3 separate regions of the Triticum aestivum genome follow, and regions 1 and 3 are each linked to region 2. A link is a contact called in public Hi-C data. All regions are on one chromosome and are shown on one strand. The core of a region is the stretch at or near the end of the contact, and the rest is flanking DNA. Distances in the headings are between cores, read along the strand shown. Region 1 holds the start of LOC123102860 (amino acid permease 3). Region 2 holds the start of LOC123102859 (chaperone protein dnaJ A7A, chloroplastic). Region 3 has its middle 87 kb from the start of LOC123102860.

The links. A called contact is a pair of places that touch in the nucleus more often than the background predicts.
Region 1: a Hi-C map of leaf shows a contact between it and region 2, with 2.6 times the contacts expected there. The contact joins the promoter of LOC123102860 here to the promoter of LOC123102859 in region 2. A contact is called at or near these places in 2 of 5 Hi-C or Micro-C datasets (both in leaf).
Region 3: a contact with region 2 is called in a Hi-C map of leaf, with 4 times the contacts expected there. The contact joins the enhancer-like site here to the promoter of LOC123102859 in region 2. A contact is called at or near these places in 4 of 5 Hi-C or Micro-C datasets (leaf and an unstated tissue) and 1 of 1 datasets of contacts at active chromatin or transcription factors (leaf).

Annotation. Positions count from the first base shown.
Region 1 is chr5A:231,254,858-231,258,438 of IWGSC CS RefSeq v2.1, forward strand. LOC123102860 (amino acid permease 3) reads left to right here and starts at 1,717. Exons shown (of 3, transcript XM_044524319.1): 1 at 1,717-2,522; 2 at 2,724-2,866; 3 at 2,967-3,581. The coding sequence starts at 1,862.
Region 2 is chr5A:230,870,244-230,873,616 of IWGSC CS RefSeq v2.1, forward strand. LOC123102859 (chaperone protein dnaJ A7A, chloroplastic) reads left to right here and starts at 1,919. Exons shown (of 7, transcript XM_044524318.1): 1 at 1,919-2,363; 2 at 2,666-2,777; 3 at 2,869-2,926. The coding sequence starts at 2,104.
Region 3 is chr5A:231,342,259-231,345,577 of IWGSC CS RefSeq v2.1, forward strand. No RefSeq gene overlaps it. Among protein-coding and RNA genes, the nearest start is that of LOC123102860, 87 kb to the left of the region's middle. Within about 2 kb of position 2,058, at least 6 of the 8 cell types and tissues checked have an H3K27ac peak or open chromatin away from gene starts, as enhancers often do. A contact at or near this core is called in leaf, where this site is marked.

The DNA.
Region 1 (3,581 bases), core at 467-2,966, 380 kb after region 2:
CCCATCACCAACATAGGTAGGTCCCTGGACCATGCCAGCATTCAGATGCATACATCAGGAGGTTCACTTGGACGGCCTTGTAGCACTTGGACAATCACACATCACTTGGCGGATGAACTACCACTCGGACGTACAGGACAAGAGGTGTCGTGGGAGCTGCAACGGCCGAGGAATCCTAAGTCATCCACTAAATAGAGTTCTAGCTACCGTTACCTGTAACTGCTGTAGTAGAGGCTCCTTACACTAGTAATTGTCTCATTCAATGGCATTAATTGCCTCGGCGGCGTGGGAGACATGGGGCTGCTGCGCACTCTATATAAGCCGCACCCCTCTCCATAGCCAGGCACGTTCAATCTCTGTAATCATATCTATCAAATCAAAGCAAGCCTCAGGGCATGAGACGTACGGCTCTTACCTCGACCGAGTGACGGGCCTGAACTCGTTAAACACCAAGTGTTACACCTGCGCCATAGCTAGTCTCTGCCCCTTATTCGTACCCCTAGTACTCATTGTCAGGATCATAACCCCGACACGTACCTTGTAATTTAGTTGGCATGCGTGAGCTCTAGTAATTGGTCCAGTATATGTAGCAGCAGGGGGTGTAGGTGTAAGTGTAGTACTGATGTCCTCATCAATTGCCGTCAAAATTATCTATATCCAAAACCAAGGGGTGATGGTCGAGAGTACGTGTTCTTCGTTAATAGCAGCTATAAGAGGGAATTTATGTACCCACTCTACATTACAGACTGCATGATCAAGACGTTTCCTAATCTCACATTTTCTCCAAGACCAAACCAGATTGAATCTCTGCACCATCTACAGGCTCTGTTTTGCAGCGCTCGAGGTTGACTTGCTGGAAACTATTGATTCGGCAGTTTCTAGCGGGACTGGCTTTAAATTCCATTTGATGCAGGTCAAATAGGGAATGAACAATCAAACAGTCCAATTTCTTTGTGTGTAGGTCTGGTTGGGCTTCCAAAAACGTCCAGTCGAAACATGGCTTTTAAATTAAATTAAGTTTAGAAATAGTAGATGATACGAGCAACCAAATACGGCCGATGTGAGCGGCGGATGTTTGGGGCAGTGCCAACGCCGCGTGAAGACACGGTTCACCGCTGACTGACACGGACATGTTTGACCTCGGAGCATGCATGCGCGCTTCGACCTTGAGCGTGTGCCGCGTCCCATCTGCCAGCTAGGCTCCACCACGTCATGTTTCAGCCCACGTCGCTAGCGCGGCGAGCCGTGGAGAATCCGCGTGCCTGTGCGCGATGTGATCGAATCTTGGCGCACGAGATTCTTACCAAATTTGATTGGCAATAATGAAGACGTGACGAGATAAATGATTGGGTCTTTATCAGTACAGTACCAGAGTATGCGTACCGTAAGTACATGATGCGTTAAACCTAAGCTCTTGACCGCAGATTCGACGTCTAACAACCGTACAGGTTCAAAGGAAGGAACTATTAGTCTATGAGCAATCAACAAGGTGTTCCATGCGGTAGAAAGAAATCGAAATCGGCTTCCATGACGGTCATCTAAAGTACACCAGCACAGCTTGGCAACTATGTTATGTTTTGCCGTCATTTCGATGCCAGCGTGTCAACAAAAACTCAAAACAGTCGCACTGCAAAAGCAAGGAGGCTAGGATTCTCAACAGTGTTCACACGGAGCGCCAAAGCCAAAGCCTCTATATATACACCTCCCCTCCTCCCTCCCATTTCCCCACACAGGCACACGCCTCCACCCTCGCCAAGAACACACCACTCTCCAAGTCGTCAACTACCTGCTTGCGCTGAGCTTCTCTCTACGAGAAAGTCAAGCTAGCCGAGGATTGTCGAGTAGCAGCACAATTTAAGTGATGGCGGTAGGCAACGGCGGCGCCAAGAAAGTGGTGGCGCCCATGGAGGTGTCCGTGGAGGCCGGGAACGCCGGGGACGCGGCGTGGATGGACGACGACGGCCGGCCCCGCCGCTCCGGCACGTTCTGGACGGCGAGTGCGCACATCATCACCGCCGTCATCGGCTCCGGCGTGCTCTCGCTGGCCTGGGCCATCGCGCAGCTCGGTTGGGTAGCTGGCCCCGCTGTCATGCTCCTCTTCGCCGCCGTCATCTACTACACCTCCACCCTGCTCGCCGAGTGCTACCGCACGGGTGACCCGGCCACCGGGAAGCGCAACTACACCTACATGGACGCCGTCCGCTCCAACCTCGGCGGTCCCAAGGTCATCTTCTGCGGTGTCATCCAGTACGCCAATCTCGTCGGCGTCGCCATCGGCTACACCATCGCGTCCTCCATCAGCATGCGGGCCATTAGGAGGGCCGACTGTTTCCACGCCAACGGACACGCCGACCCGTGCAAGAGCTCCAGCAACCCATACATGATCCTCTTCGGCCTCGTGCAGATCGTGTTCTCGCAGATCCCCGACTTCGATCAGATATGGTGGCTGTCCATCGTCGCCGCAGTCATGTCCTTCACCTACTCCGGCATTGGACTCTCCCTCGGCATCACCCAGACCATATGTATGTCGTCGGAACTCCAAACATACTACTCCCTCCGTTCGTTATTATAAGACGTTTTGGACAGCTAGCTTTGAACTGTTTTAGGTACCGTCTGAATTGTCTAAAATCGTCTTATAAAAGTGGGTAGAAAAAGTACCTTTTTTGCCCTCTTATTAGTATATAAAAAGCTATCCTACAGTACTTAAGACGATGAAATTGCAGCCAATGGTGGAATCAAGGGCAGCCTCACCGGCATCAGCATCGGCGTCGGTATCACGGCCACGCAGAAGGTGTGGCGCAGCCTGCAGGCATTTGGCGACATCGCCTTCGCCTACTCCTTCTCCAACATCCTCATAGAAATCCAGGTACGTAAAAGCCATGACCGAGCTGTCCTCTGCTCAGCGAGTGTAATTCCTAGTTTGCTCTGTATTTGTTATCGTTGGCTGACATAGGGGTGTTTGTCAGGACACGATCAGGGCGCCGCCGCCGTCTGAGGCGAAGGTGATGAAGCAGGCGACGCGGCTGAGTGTGGCGACGACGACGGTGTTCTACATGCTGTGCGGGTGCATGGGGTACGCGGCGTTCGGCGACGCAGCCCCCGACAACCTCCTCACCGGGTTCGGATTCTACGAGCCCTTCTGGCTGCTGGACATCGCCAACGTGGCCATCGTCGTGCACCTCGTCGGCGCCTACCAGGTCTTCTGCCAGCCCATCTTCGCCTTCGTCGAGCGCTGGGCCGCGTCCACATGGCCAGACAGCGCCTTCATCTCCCGCGAGTTCCGGGTGGGGCCATTCGCGCTCAGCGTGTTCCGGCTGACGTGGCGGTCGGCCTTCGTCTGCCTCACCACCGTCTTCGCCATGCTGCTCCCGTTCTTCGGCAACGTGGTGGGACTCCTCGGCGCCGTCTCCTTCTGGCCGCTCACCGTCTACTTCCCCGTCGAGATGTACATCAGGCAGCGCGGCGTGCCCGGCCGGAGCATGCAGGGGATCTGCCTTAGGATGCTCAGCGTCGGATGCCTCATCGTTTCCATCGCCGCCGCGGCGGGCTCCATCGCCAACGTCATCGAAGCTCTCAAAGTG
Region 2 (3,373 bases), core at 669-3,168:
TTACATAATTCTCATCAGCAGTTATGGTTATTTAGATGGATTGATAGGATAGATTTTGCATCACCGCATCCGATCTTGCACATCCAGATTTTGCTCAGATTCTGCATTGCTATGATCATAGCATTTTGTATGATTAGAGTAACTCTAACACGCTGACCCAAAGGGAGGACGATTTTGTTCCTTTTTGTTCGGTTGGGTCGGCCCGGCAAACACTCACGTCTGATTTTGCGTTTAGGTCGGCGCATATGCCCAACACTGGCCTGGCCATTTTTACGACGCGTGGAAAAAAATAGAACACAAATATTTTAAAAATAAAAAACATTAATTAAGCATTAATGTCAACCACAGAGGCCGGCGAAAGTCCACGCGTCCACATTTACATTAATTAAATATTAATAAAACTAAACTATGAGGCGACGCGTGGCCCTAGAAGTACTCATCGTCATCGTTAAGGCCGATGAGGTCGATCAGCGTCGGCGCAGGGCCGACCCAGGGGAACGCCGTGTTCCAGGCGGTGGCGATGTCATCCACCGCGGGCTGTGCCGCCGCCGGCTGGGCACGACACACCTCCTCCTCGGCCTCGCGGCGCTCCTCCTCGGCATCGCGCTCCACCTGCTCAAGGTACTCGCCCTCGCGACACTCCTCAGCCAGCCTTCGCTGGCGCCATTGCTCGAGATAGGTGCGCTCCTGCGCCTCCGTCGCCCCCATCCAGATCGCCGGCGCGCTGACCCACTCGTGCACCACTCCGGTCCAGGAGTATTGCTCGATGGGGGTCGGCTCCAGCTCGGCCTTGGCTGGAAACGACGGGGCCAGCGGCGGCACTACACAGTCGCCGGCTGCAGACAGCGCCATGGCCTTCGTCATGCGCGCCTCGTACGCCGCCTCATCCTCCTCCCTGTGTCGCTCCTCCTCCTCGCTCCCCTGGAGGACAGCCACCAGGGCTGCCTGGTCCTTGCCACGAACGACGAGGGGCGGCGGTGAGAGCCATGCGAGACGTCGCAGACGTCGCGCCGCCTGGCCTTCTCGTGCTCGAAGGCGAACCAACGCCCCAATAGGGCGAGTCGACGTCGTAGGCGCCGTCGCGGCGCTGCTCCGGCGTCATTAGCGCCCGCCGGCGTCGCACCTCCTTCGCGTGCGCCCTCGCCGACCGTGGCGCCGCCGGCACTAGGATCTTCTCCGGATCCAAGTGTCAGTTGTGTGGTAGGGTGACATCGGGGTAGGGGAGAAGGACATGGTTCTCCTAGTGCCACTTCGCCTGGTGCACTGGGACGTTCACGCGCTGCCTCGGCCGGCGGGAGGACGTCGACGGAGGCGGGGGGAGAGGGGTGTCGGGGGCCTTGCCCTTGCCTTTGTCGGAGAAGAAAGCCCATCCTTGCGATGGCTAGGGTTGCCGCCGACGGGGGAGCAGAGGGTGGCGAGATGGGGACGAGGAGCTTTTGGAAGCAGATAAGGACGCACTCCCCCCGCACGCTCGGATTAAAAAAGGCCGATCACCGTCGTTGACGCGTGTGGGCCCGAGGTGGGCGGTCGTCATAAATTAAGCTGACCGCGGTAGTTGGACGGTCGCCAGATGAGGACGCGACGGACATCGAGAAACCGCGCGAAGCGTCCGCTTCGCGTCCGCGCCGACGCATTTTTACCGCAAATTTGGGTCGTAAATGGGTCGACGCGGACACGAAGCAGACACATTTTGTAAATAAGGCGGCGCATTGGGTCTTCACTTTTGTTTGTGTCGACCCAAATGAACGGCGTGGATGAAATGGGCACCTGCGTCGGAGTTGCTCTTACATTGTCAATGTGTATTTGTCCATGGTTCGCTAGTCGCTGCACGCGCACACGAGAGGAGAGGGGGAGAGCGCGCGAGAGAGATCGAGACAGAGCGCGAGCTGGACGGAAGCACAGCAGGCAGGGCAGAAGAGAACCGTCGGATGGGAGGTTGATGCACGGCAACGCGCGTGTCCGTAAGAAAACAGCGAGACAGAGATAAGGTTTGGGCCAGCCCACCCAGCTACAATCTCCCTCGCTCGCTGCCCCCCACCAAGCTCACAGCTCGCCTCTCCTCCCTGCCCTACCTCGCCGGCGTCGCCACCCCCCGCCGCCCCCATGCTCCACCCAGTGCACCGCCTCCCTGCCACCCCTTCCCGCCCGGCCGTCCACCCACACGTCTCCCCCGCGCCGCCCTCCCTTCGTCTCCGGCGAGTGGCCGGGACGAGGCCGACGACGCTTGTGGTATGCTGCTCCGGTTTCGTGGGTTCGCTGCCTGTAGCGAATCAGGGGAGCGAATTCGAACCTCGATCCAGATCGATCTATGGGGGTCGGGGTTCCGTGGCCATCGATCCGAGATTCATGGCATCGAAAAATAGGTACGTTCGTGCGCGATTATAGTTCCATAGCTTGTAGTGCTAGGGACTTCCATGATGAAACATGTGGTCAATCTGTACCATTGTCGTACTTGCAGTTTGTGTTCTAACCTCCCAATTGTTATCACTTCCTGTCATCAACTCATTTTTTTATCAAAGATTAGCAGTAGCCAGGTAGTTGCAATTTCGGTTTGTCAGCTGAACAATTAAAGATGTGCTAGTAACGTTTAACCGACACGTACGATAGGATACACATGGTTGGCTCGGCAAACTAAATTAATTTTACTATTTGTGTGTTCGTGCAGTACCAGAGGCAGAGGTAAACACCTAGCATCACCTAGTGCTAGCTTAAATCATGCACCATCACCAAGATTTCGCCATCGGAGGGGTTCACGGTTTATCGTTCGAGCTGAATCAGTGAGCTATTTCTTTTCATTCTGCATCGCTGGTGTTATTGTCTGTAAGTACTTGATGTCCTGATGGATTTTGATAAACTTGCAATTGACAGGATTTCTATTCCGTACTTGGTGTGTCGAGAAATGCTAGTAAATCTGAAATCAAGAGTGGTGAGTGCCCTTTATTTAGCAGCTCATGCTCTGAATTTATTGACTTGATGCTATTTACTCCCTCTGTCCCATAATATAAGATGTTATTACATCCAATATACTCACATATTAGATGTAATAACATCTTATATTATGAGACTGAGGGAGTAGTTTTTTTTTACGTATTATGTAGTTTGTTACCAGGTTTTGTTTCCATCCAGTTTAAACCTTCTTAGTCATCCTGTTGTTTGTCATATAAATTCTTGGGAAAATGATTAGAATCAACCGGTTGATTTCTATGCACTCGTCAACCGCGTCCATCACCTGCCACATGCCCATGTGGATGTGGCCCAGCACGTCAAAGAGATGTCGCGAGCCATCCATACCTATCTTCTTGTATACTTCTTGCGTCTCTCTCCTCCCTCTTGGCTCTCTTGTTCTCCACTGTTTGTGAGCTTGCTGCCGACA
Region 3 (3,319 bases), core at 808-3,307, 470 kb after region 2:
AAACTGCAAAACATTTGAAGTGTTGATTACAACAATGACAAAAACTCATGTTGGTTTGCAAAAAAAGAGAAAGACGTGCAATCCATGAACCCAGCAGCTACCATGAATTTTTTCTTAATGCAATGGTTCAAACAACACTTTTTTGTGTTGTGCGAAACAACTAGTTGAGGTTGTCCAGCGGTGTGTGCATATTGTGTGATGTCGTCATGACAAAAATAAGCGTTCTTTAAATTAACTAGCCCTAACTTCTATCCTAGATTCGCCACTTAACTAGCCCTAACATCTATCCATCATGCCTGCTAGGTTTAGATGACAAACCTTGCCCCGCGGTGTAGGCGTCGCCGGCGTTCGACGACGGCAGCTGTCCCCGCCTTGAATCTACCAGCCGGCCACGTGCACGACGAGCCACCGGGCGGATGTTTGGTAGGATCCGCGACGGAGGGTGGGGAGACTGGTCCGGATGCGGCGTGGCACGTCGGGCCCTTCACGTCCGGGGGGTGGATGATGACGGTGAGATGCGGCGACGCACGCCGTTGGGACGGTGACGGTGGCGTCTGACGGGGTCGGACGGCAGCGATCCGCGGCGCCGGCGATCGGATGGGGCGGGCGAGTACTAGAGGTGGGCGGTGGAGTAGACGGGGTGCCTTCACGTCCGGGCGGTGGACGATGACGATGAGATGCTGCGATGCACGCCGTTGGGACGGCGACGGCGGCTTCGGACGGGCTCGGACGGCGGCGGCGGACGGGGTCCGAGGGCGGAGATCCGCGGCGGCGGCGATCGGATGGGGCGGCCGAGTAGACGGGGTCGCGGGCGAGTAGATGGGGTGGGCGGGTAGATCGTGCAGGCAGTTTTTTTTTTTGCATGCGCGCGGTCTACGTACGCCAGCTACAACCGCATAATACAAGATGGGCATACCCTTCTTTCGTATGACTATTCTGCCCTTCTACGTTTTGTTGGTGGGGGGTTTACCGAAGCAAGCCCCTTAGAATAATTGAAATCACCTTGCCTTTTACGTACATACTACTATCAACAGAAAATAAAACTCAAAAGCAGACAGATCACCTAGAGCAAAACCTTAAATCTCATGATTTTGGCGTCCACAAGCTGGATCCTCTCAGGCAGCCCGGGCCGCCTCGGGCGTGGCCGTGAAATCCTTCAGCGACTGTAGCGTACATAATTCAAACAAGGCCGGCCTGGGGCGTGGGCCGATGCTGGCTCCGCCATTGCGGATCCTCAAACGTCACGAGAAACACTAGACTAATCAAGACAGCAATTCAGACACTGCATCTAGGAACTATTACCAGCATAACCTTCCATATATTACAGACGAGACCATCAAGCTAGGCAAACCAAAATAGCCAGCGAAGGGAGAGAACATCACCGTCTTCATTGCTTGATCATGTTCATCCCCCTCCAGGAGCCATGCACCGCGCCGAACACTTGATTTGCTATCCGTTCGGAAATGAGAAGGGCTCCCCCAAATCACCGCACCATTGGATTTTGACCAAAGGGCTTAGATTGCGTCGCTCCAATACTACGCTCTAATCCTACGCGCTCCAAGCGATCATTTCCGGAAAAATGTAAGATAAAATTCATGTTAGAGACATGTTCACACGCGAAAGTGGTGGTGTACGTGTGTCGTCGCAGTCATGCGCTGGCCTAACGTTAGGTTTCATTGCTTCCTTCGTTCGCTCGAAATGATAGAATCCTATCTAACCAGCTAGCCAGCTAATGAGCTTTGGCAACATGATTAGCATGTAAAGTAAGCACACATTTGTCAGCCTCTCGTCTCATGTGAGACAGTGAGAGGAGCCGTGTGGGTGTGGCTCATGGAGATAACGTCCGGACGCCCCCATGCCGCTCACCTTTTTGGGAGAATCTTCTCAAAGTCTGGACCGGCCGAGATACGGACGGGACGTCTCACCGACGACGACGACCGCTGTGGGTGCTGGCTGGCCACGCTGCTCCCCTGGCCCATACGATGAGAGGAGCTGCGAGCGCACGGCGACCTGCGAGTCAAACACTGGACTACGGTGGTAAGAGAAGTCCACGCATGCATCGGCGGTTGGGCCCACACGATAAACGATCCTCACGGTGGCGGGTCGCCACGACTAGCTTCGTACGCTACAACCGTGGATCAGTGAATGAATGCTGCGATTCTCCGGCCGCTAGGGACCAAATATATGCTCGTCTCGTGGATGTGCAAGTGGCGGAAGAAACGGAGAAGCCGGGTCGTGTAAGCTACCGTAGCCATGTTCTTTCTTCTGGCGTCTTGTTAGCTCTCCGCTGAGGTGAGGTCCCAGCCTACATTTGTTCCTCCCAAGCAAAAAACTGTACGCACTCCAACCACCGTTTCTACGTGTCCTTGTCGACGTGAGAAAACCCTACTACTCTACTAGCTTCTTCATGTATATATGCTTAACTTAATTCTTTTTCAAAGATGGATGGTGAAAGGGAACAATTAATACACCCTTGCTAAAAGATAGCATAAGAAGTTCGGTTTGTGGACTTCGTTCACTCCCAGCACACAACAATACAAGTACGGTATCTCGAGACAATGAAAGGATAATTTTTTGAGGCCTCAACATGGAAATGATGTAGTACACGGCAAAAAAAAAAACTTAACTGAGCGATGCATGAAGACTTGGTGTTCATATTGGCTTACGGAAAGGCAAAACAGGCCCGACAGTCGCAGTACGTGTCCTGCATGGGCGGGAAATCCGCTACCCATTATGCTAGCAGAGCATGCATCTGCCTCATCAACCTGGATCACACCAGGTAAAACGCAACCCCCCTCTCTAGACGACAAAACTTCACAATAGGAACGATGCGTGTTTGCTTTCATTTCAACCAAGGGCAGATGTAGGGTTATCAACCATGACCATGAGAATATTATCAGTGCTTCAAACACACCATTTTCAAGAGGGAGGCGCCGTTAGTGCATCGTTGTTGCATGATCCATCCCAAGTGTAAGGTTATCACCTAGAAAGTCCCTATGTTTGATCACCGTTTACACTAGTATGCCGAGTGCAACAACCCTAGCTGAATCTTCAATTTCGACATTTCAGACCCTCGTGAGCAGGGGGGAGACAATACCCAGGAAAACCTTGGCTGAGACCCCAACTTCGTTAATGTATGGTCCTGTTATTTCATAAATCATGCATCAGTCAGTAAGTACCAAATGTAATTAATGGAACAAAGCGTGTGAAAAGCCAACAGAGAGCAAAACAGAGGAAAATTGGTGCCTGACGCTTAGCAATAAACCAGTGGCATACGTGCCAAATTACCAATTGGATTGTCCATTGGCATTGACTAATC